Linked DNA regions of Mus musculus: region 1 is linked to region 2. Evidence: chromatin contacts called from public Hi-C data. All regions are on one chromosome and are shown on one strand. Each heading gives the region's core, a stretch centred on a gene start, on an enhancer-like site or on the middle of the called end of the contact. The rest is flanking DNA. Distances are from core to core; before and after follow the strand shown.

Region 1 (4,065 bases), core at 168-2,667, 85 kb before region 2:
TAATAATAAATGATATGCTTCATATATAAATGAAACATAAATTACTAATTATTTTTAAAAGATCAACACCATTATTCATCAGAGAGATGCAAATTAAAAACTACTTTGAGAATTCATTTACATGAGTCAGAATGTCCAAGACAAGAGATAAAAGTTATAGCAGATTCTGGCCTGAGTGTGGAGAAATGGGAACATTTATTCACTGCTAATAGGAGTGCAAACTGGTACAACCAATGTGAAAATCTGTATAGATTTCCCTCAAAAATCTCAAAATTATATTTTTCAGGTGATCCAACTATGAAAGTCGGGCATATATCTAAAAGATGATTTATCTTACAACAGAGATACCTGTTATTACATATTCATTTCTGTTCTCCTCACACTAGCTAGAAAATGAAAACATCCTGTATGTCCATCAACTGAAAAATAGACAATGAAACTGTGGTACACTAAGACAATAGAGGATTAAAAATAAGCAAATAATTTTTCAGATGCCCAGTGTCTCATATCCTTATAGTGATAGCAAAAATTAAGTTACCAATCTTATTATACCATATGCTCTGGAGGTATAGAAACCATGATATGGCAGTCTTCTCTACTGGACCAATGATGAATGACATTTCTTATATACAAAATAATGCCTTAAATTTAAAGTCATAAGTATTTGCTTCTGTAACATGAATCTATAGCTACAAGATATTCATTCAAACAATGAATCTTCAAATATAAAAAATTATTATTTTTCCATTAAAAATTAATATTTTCCATTATAGTAAGTAAAAACAAATTTACAGAAGGATAAGAGTCAAGGAGGAAATATGAAGTAGTTGCTATAATTACATAAATGTTCTGTGTTCCTTTTCCATAAGCATAAAATTAGAAGTAAAAGTGTACTGAGCAATTCGTCCAGTGTGTAGCACATAAAAGATACTCATTAATTATGAACTAAATGAATGACTGAAAAAGAAAGTGATTGAATGAAAAAAAAACACGCAAAATACCATGAGCAAAAGTCCATGTTTGGATAAATTTGCAAAGCATATTTACAGTGAGAATCTTTAGTTGATTTTACATAAAACCACTATTCTGCTGGCCAGCGACCTCATTATAATCCTACTCTGTTATCTGCCATACAGACTTGAAGCTAACAGCAGCAGGAAGATCTACTCAGTGGCACAGAAAGATGGAGAAAAATGTATATTCCTTTTACTGGGCAATATGCTTGCATTGTACACATGGCATAATGGTCTTGAAGCAGCATAGGTCCCATGGACAATAGCTACTTCGTGCTCATGACCTGGGTTAAAAGGTAAAGAATGCCCAACATCTGACACTCATCCTGCTGTCTTGTGCTTTTGTATTCCCTGTTCATTTCACTCATCTTTTCTGATCTTGGTGTTTCCCTCAAGCCCCATGACACACTTCACCATCTGTTTGTGCACATGGCTCTGTCCAGAAAAGTCAGAGTCTAGCTCCCCCCACCCCCATTGATTTTCAGCAGTGAGAAAAACAAATGAGGAATCAGAAGCACATGAAACTGAAGATGTCATGACCCTTTAATGTTCACTTTAAGGACCTGGATTGTACTAAAGGTTGCATTAGTCAACACCCCCCCCCAACATTCTCCTACATACCACACCATCTACTACTGACATCCCCTGTGGTATGGCAGCAGATCCCTCCATCAAGTATTCGCAGTCAGCAAGTACAGAAATGATCCGTTGTGAATTTGTCTATGCATGTTTTATACTTTATTCTATCCATGCCTACAGAATGTGAAATGCTACAAGGATGAAGTAGCTTTCTGTAATTAAACAAGGTTGTCACTCAATGATGGCACACTACTTTTTCAGAATTTTCAAACATTACAAAGGATGAAATTGAGCCAAACAGCTCATTTATTCTGGGAGGAAGCCCAGAAGCCTGGGCATCTAACAAACACAGCACAAACGCCAGAAAGAAAGGCACATGAGAGAACTAACATCTTCCTTGCCTGAGATGTTTGTGACTCTCTCAATAAACAGGCAAACTAAAACCAACTGAAGGACCCAAAATTCATTCAGAACTTGGATATGAATGCCCTTCAATTCATATTATTTGGAACATGGCCTCTTACAGTAAAATCTGTTGTCCTTCTGGCTAGAGTTTAGTAGGCACTCATGTCTGTTTTGATGATTTCCCTTGGTTTTGCTCTCATTCACTGCTGACTGTCCTGGGTACCGCATAGTGGATCCACTTTCTGTTCCAAGGTAAATCTACTTATTTTTCAAAGGGGGCCAACCATGGGCTTCATCTCATCTCTTTACCATGCGTAAAGATTCAGTGCTTAGGCATTCTGGATCTTAAGAAGGATCTGAAAATCAATCCTTCGTTAATGGCATTAGTGAGGCATAGAAGCATTCAATATGTCCTTACAACTCTCAGTCAAAGAAAAGAACTAAGTTGAAACTGATTATCACGTTATGAACCTCTTTTATATTGGTGTATATAATTGCCCAGAGTGTATGGGTGGGATGGTGGAGGGGGGTGGGGAAGCTACAAGCCCTGACAATTGAATACAGAAACTTAAGACTTGGAAAACTATTATTTGGAAAAAATATTTTACTTTTCCACACATGGGAGTTCTCTTCAGGACCCCCCCCCCCACTACCTGTGGGACCATGAAAGGTAGTCTTGTCCCTAGTTAAGTCTTGAAAGTCCTGTGACCCTGAAGAGATGGTAGGCACTTTATCTGGTTCCTAGACATCAGGCCCCTGTCACTAGCCACAGCTTCCCATGGATTTGTGGCTTTCAGTCATGTAAGGGCAAGGCCCCAAGCCCCTCCACAGGTAGAGGACATGACCTGTGGTCATATAGGCTCAAGACAGATCTCCATTTTAATGAGTTACCTAAAGGCCTTGAGATTTGGCCAATAAGCTTCTCTTCCCAAACACTCCTTCCTGCATTTAACCTCAGGCCTGCCCTGAGAAGTAGGGTATGGTTTTACTTATCCACTCTCTACCATGATGATAAATACCTAAAAAGCATGGACTATCTTTTTTCATCAGGATCCACCCTGAGGAGCCATGGAGAGGCCTTTGCCTACAGAGCTACTGTCTAGTCTCCCGTAGAAGGCCTCTCTGTGCTCCCAGCTACACCACCAAGACCAGGATTCCCACTGCCTGCAGAGCCAAGACCACCCCCAATCCACACAGGACCAGCTGTAGTTCCCCCTTTCTTTCCTCCTCAGCCATGGGCTAGATCTAGCCCGTGGGCCTCCACTCCATTCTCAGCTCTTCCAGCACCTAGAAGCACCTCAATGCCTGTGAGCCTGAGAGCCTTCTGGCCCTGGTCTCCATGCAGAACTGGGGACCACTGAGCCAGCTCTGTCTGTCCTGATCCTAAGACTGCACTTCCCTATCCTGTGTCCTGTGGCTTCCCTACAGCCCAACACCCACCCTGTGACAGCATTTGGGTAAGAATGGTCAACTTCCCAAGCCTTGTGGTAGAGCAGACACAGGACCTTTAACCCAGCATTACTACATCTACCAGCATTACTCTTATCGTATGGACAGAAGCTGAGAAGAGGACATCTGAGTAATTTTATAAACTAATACACACACACACACACACACACACACACACACACACACACACTGGAGTATAGCAGGATAATCTAGATGGCAAAGACATACTCTGTGCTCAGAAAGCTATATGACATCATGGCTTAGCAGTCATAAAATTTAGTCACACAGTATTTAATTGTTATGCATAGTATGTACCAAGGCCCACCACTCTTAAACTCAGCCCTAATGATTTTTTGAAGCATTTTTTTCTTTTAAGATTGGATTAGAAAGTATTCTCTCATTGGCTTACTTTATGGTGGAGGTTGGTATTGGGTACCTAATTTCTACCTGTACAGCTTTCTACTTTGATATGTTTGTCTAGTGTTTAAAGTATTATATTGACAGAAAATATTATGTGACATAAAATATCAGCCTGTCAATGGAAATTAATATACAAGCAATTTATATTCATATGTAAATTGAAATTTAGGAAGCTGAACAATAGTAACAACAGATCTTG
Region 2 (4,227 bases), core at 721-3,220:
TACACATATTCAAACATACTCCACCCCCCCCAGCAACTGCACAGCCCCCACACAGTCCCCATTATAGAGACGTATCTATGAGCATTAATACTCACCATATTGACCTCAGAAACCATATCAATGCTGGCAATATCAATGTTCATTCCTACGGCCACAGGGGGACCTGCAAACCAAGATGGTCAGCCATGTGACTTCTCAGAACTTAGTCATTCATACGAAGAGTTGTCACTGGGAACTCTAAAGAAACCCCCTCTGTAGAGCTAATCCATATATTCATTACTTTCCCATATCTTTGCAGTATGAATGTGGGGATACTCTTCTAGGAATATGCACACATGTGCTGGTCAGACAATGTTGCCAGCTCTGTCTACACATGTTGATGTCTCAGCATGTGAATTCCTACAACTCACAGAGCCCTAGGGATTCGTGTAGATTGCATTGAAACCCCCTCTTTTTTTCCCCACCCACTTCTGTGTGTAGGTTTTAACTCTTTAATTCCATTAAGAGTCTGAGCAAAATTAAATGGCCACACTAGCATATCTGGGGCTCCAGGGAGAGATGCCCCTTTTTCCTCTGCTATCTTTATTCTCAATTCCCCAGAACCCCTTCTCCCCTATGCCATTCGCATATAGGGCTGGGTGGAATCCCGACATGAGCCACTTTAAACCATGGCCAGAACTCTTCTAAAGTAGATGGGCACAGAGAGTTGAAGCCACCTCTCAGCCAACCGCCTGCACACTGTGTCCTCAAAAATACTCACATTATAAGACATCCCCGGCTGGGCACACTGTTAACTAAACTTAAGAGGTTTGTATCTCAAGAAACCTCAGACTGGGAACAAAGATGTATCACGGTGAAGGAGAACGAGAGCGGTTACAAAGTCTGGTCACACTCTAAGGGGGTCTTCTTGAAAGACCTCTCAAGTGCTGGACAGAAACTGGCTTAAGTTTGGATCTGTTTCTCAGCAAGGTAAAATAGGAAAACATTCTATACATCACATGCGCCCACAACTAAGGAGAGGAAAGAGAGTGCACACAAAGCCCAAAAGACAGCTTGGGCTGGAGCTGGGCTGTTTCTTATTTGCAAGGCAATCCCATTACCTCCAAAATCTGGTCTCAGACGAATGTCATAGCCTTTCAACAGTCTGTCCACCGTCTCTTTAACCAGCGACATATTACTAGGGTCATTGACACTAAAGAAAAAAATGACAATAACCAGGAATGAATAAAGAAGACAGCACGGCATCTTCAACAGCCCTGCTCACAGAGAGGTATGCAGACAGAGCCCTGACAAGTGAGAAAGGAAAGGGACACTTACCTCTGAGCACAGACAGCGGCGATTATTAAGGGAAATGACCAAATCCCAAAGTAGCCCCTTTTCCGGACTCTCCACATCCCTTTAGGTTCTGGTGGGATTGAGGGATTCACTGAAGAGAGGAGATCCAACTTAGTCTGCCCAGTGCAGTAATTCTAATGTGGAGCGCATGCGCACGGCGTACCAAAACATCAAAGGGGCAGCGGCGGCTGCCGGGGACCGAGATTTCCTTGTTTAAAAAAATTAAAGGGGAAAAAGGAAAAGAAGCATATATATGTGTAATATGTACATGTTTGAATAATATTAAACTACTACCCCAGAAATGCATCCAGAGTAAAATCTTCGTTGGTTTTTTTTCTTTCTTTCTTTAAGACAAAAGCAACCAGAGCGTCTGGTAAGTTTCTGTTCTAGGAGGTAGTTGCACCTCACGACGTGGTGGGATTTTAGAGAGAGGGAGAGAGAGAGAGAGAGAGAGAGTGTGTGTGTGTGTCCCCTTAAATATTAAAAAGAAAAATAGGAGTAGGGTGTAGGGAGGAAGATTGGTTCCTGAAACCCTTCTCCTCCCGGTCTAAGCCAGTTGAAAGGGGCAAGGAGTTGAACTTTATTTCCTTAAGAATAGCAATCCCCTGCCTGGGACAAGCGGAGGAGGTGGGGGTGGGGTGGGAGCGCTAGGGGTGGGGAGGGGAGCAGTGGGAACCAGAGTCCGAGGAGGAGAAAAAAAACCAATGGGAGGAGTGCTGAGCAAACGTTGGATTTTGAGCGAGGGGGGGTGGGGGTGGGGAGTGGACTGTGAATATGAAAGAATCGGAATGGCTTTGAGAAGAAAGGGGAAGGATACAGGAATCCAAAGATGCTCGTTTTTCCTGGGAGTCAAGGGGCGAGCTTTTTCTTCACTACTCACGAGTGATTTCTTTCTCTTCCTCCTGCTCCCCCTTTGCCCCCTGTTCCCTGGGAAGAAAACCTCGGGGTCCTGGTTTCTGGCGCTGTGACGCTCCTGACCCGCTAGTCCAGCTATTTATAGCAGGAGGGGGAGGGGGCGAGGGGAGCAGTCAGGCAAAGGCTTCTCTGGGTTTGGGTCTGACTCTGCACTAGGAAATTATAAGTGGTCAGGATGAGGTGTGTGTGTGTGACTGAAGAACAAAAGAAGTGGGGGCGTGAGGGACAGAGGGTGACAGGCGTTCCAGCACAGGTGCGGGGCCAAAAGGCATCCAGTGCGAGGGCGGGTTGCGGGGTGGGATGCGCTCCTCTGGCCCCCCACGCCTCGCGGACGCACGCGCACCGCGCGCGCGCGCGCGCGCACACACACACACACACACACACACACACACACACACACACACACAGACACACACGAGACACGTGCATTCACAGTCCTTGCCACCCACCACTCCTTACCTCACCAGCAGGAGCTCGCCGCCCACTACTGTGGCCCAACGGAGCTGCACCACTGCCGCTCTGCTCTGGACAGTTGAAGCTGCACCTCTGCGTCCAAACCCAGTGGTTCACAGAAGACAGGCACAATGAAGGAACCCCGAGACCGTTTGAGCCACCAAATCACCTATCTACACACCACAATTTTCCCTCATCCCTTTCCTAGCCCAAGGGGACCCAAGGCTGCCCCCTTCCCTCCAGCTCCAGGCTCAACACGGACACCAGATCCAGACTCATTTCATAGGAAAAATCATTTCCTCTGCTTGGGGCTCGCTGGAGGAGGGGAGGAGTTGCGGGGGGGGGGGGGGGAAGAGGATGCCGAGAGCACCGGGACTGGGATGCCCTAGAGTCGTGTTCCTCGTTTTATCCTGAAGACAGGGAGGGAGTACAGCAGGTGCATCAACTACCCTGGCACTCTTTGATGAAGAGGTAGAAAGGCAGAACTCAACACTGGGTCCTGGACCCCAGTATCCAACCTAAATCTACTACTGAGCCTTGTCATTTACCGAGAGTCCCTACCATGTGCAGAAAGCCGCGCTTAAAGCAATATTAGCTCAAAGTTGACTCCTTAGTGACCCCATTTTACGGGTTTAGAAACTAGCACATCGATCGGAGGAACATGTCCAAGGTCATTTCTGTGGAGAAGGGTGGAAAGTGAGTTGTGCTTATAAAGCAGTGTTTCTAACCCTTAGACTAGACTACCTCAACTCTTAAAGTTCAGAACCTCACACTCTGCTAGCTCTCTGCTGCCACGCGGGGGACCTCCAAGCGCCCACTGCGCCTGTGGGATGGGAAAGCTCACAGATTACAACAGACTGGTGGTCCAGCAGGTCTCTCTGGTGAGAGCAGAGACCAGATCCCCAGGGATCGCAGCTAGCTTGGTGCTACAAGATTCCAACTGAAGGCTTTTTAGTCTCCACTGTGACCACGTTCAGCTTCCCCTTTTGACCCACATAGTACAAGACACCCCTACCCCCACTTCCATCCCCTTGCGCGCATCTCAGGAAATTAAGAGTTATTATTCTGGGGCAGTTTAGAGAGGTGACTCCAAGGGAACTGTGGAGAAGGGATGGTTGCCAGCAGGAATCTGATAGTTTCCCTAGGGCAGAAGACAAACCAAAGGGAAATAATCTGGGGAAGTTTCTAGGTTAAAGACAGGTAAAACATAGCACCATAAACACAGAGCAGATGCATCACTGCAGGACTATCTGCAAGGCTGGAGGCTTACATGAGAATGCGCGCGCACACACACGCACACAAACACACACACACACGCACACGCACACACACACACACGCACACGCGCACACACACACACACACACACACACACACACACACACACACACTCACGCACGCGCACGCACGCACACGCGCACACACGCACACACACGCACACACTGGTGTGGGGCAGAGGCACCTTTTGCTGACTTCCTTTTCTTTGCTCTTACAGTAATAGTAACATTCAAGACCAATGTAATGA

The links. Hi-C and Micro-C count contacts between places; a contact is called where the count stands out from the background.
Region 1: a contact with region 2 is called in a Hi-C map of cerebellum, with 2.0 times the contacts expected there. The contact joins the enhancer-like site here to the promoter of Gabrb2 in region 2. A contact is called at or near these places in 3 of 484 Hi-C or Micro-C datasets (cerebellum, cerebral cortex and cortical neurons) and 1 of 9 other capture datasets (liver).

Annotation. Positions count from the first base shown.
Region 1 is chr11:42,503,468-42,507,532 of GRCm38.p6, reverse strand. All of the region lies in intron 4 of Gabrb2 (gamma-aminobutyric acid (GABA) A receptor, subunit beta 2), which reads right to left. Among named protein-coding and RNA genes, the nearest start is that of Gm34591, 84 kb to the right of the region's middle. Within about 2 kb of position 1,417, at least 3 of the 459 cell types and tissues checked have an H3K27ac peak or open chromatin away from gene starts, as enhancers often do. A contact at or near this core is called in cerebellum and cortical neurons, where this site is marked.
Region 2 is chr11:42,418,517-42,422,743 of GRCm38.p6, reverse strand. It overlaps Gabrb2 (gamma-aminobutyric acid (GABA) A receptor, subunit beta 2), which reads right to left and starts at 1,970. Exons shown (of 9, transcript NM_001362647.2): 1 at 1,318-1,970; 2 at 1,101-1,192; 3 at 96-163. The coding sequence starts at 1,394. Gm34591 (a long non-coding RNA gene) reads left to right here and starts at 1,529. Exons shown (of 3, transcript XR_388590.4): 1 at 1,529-1,708.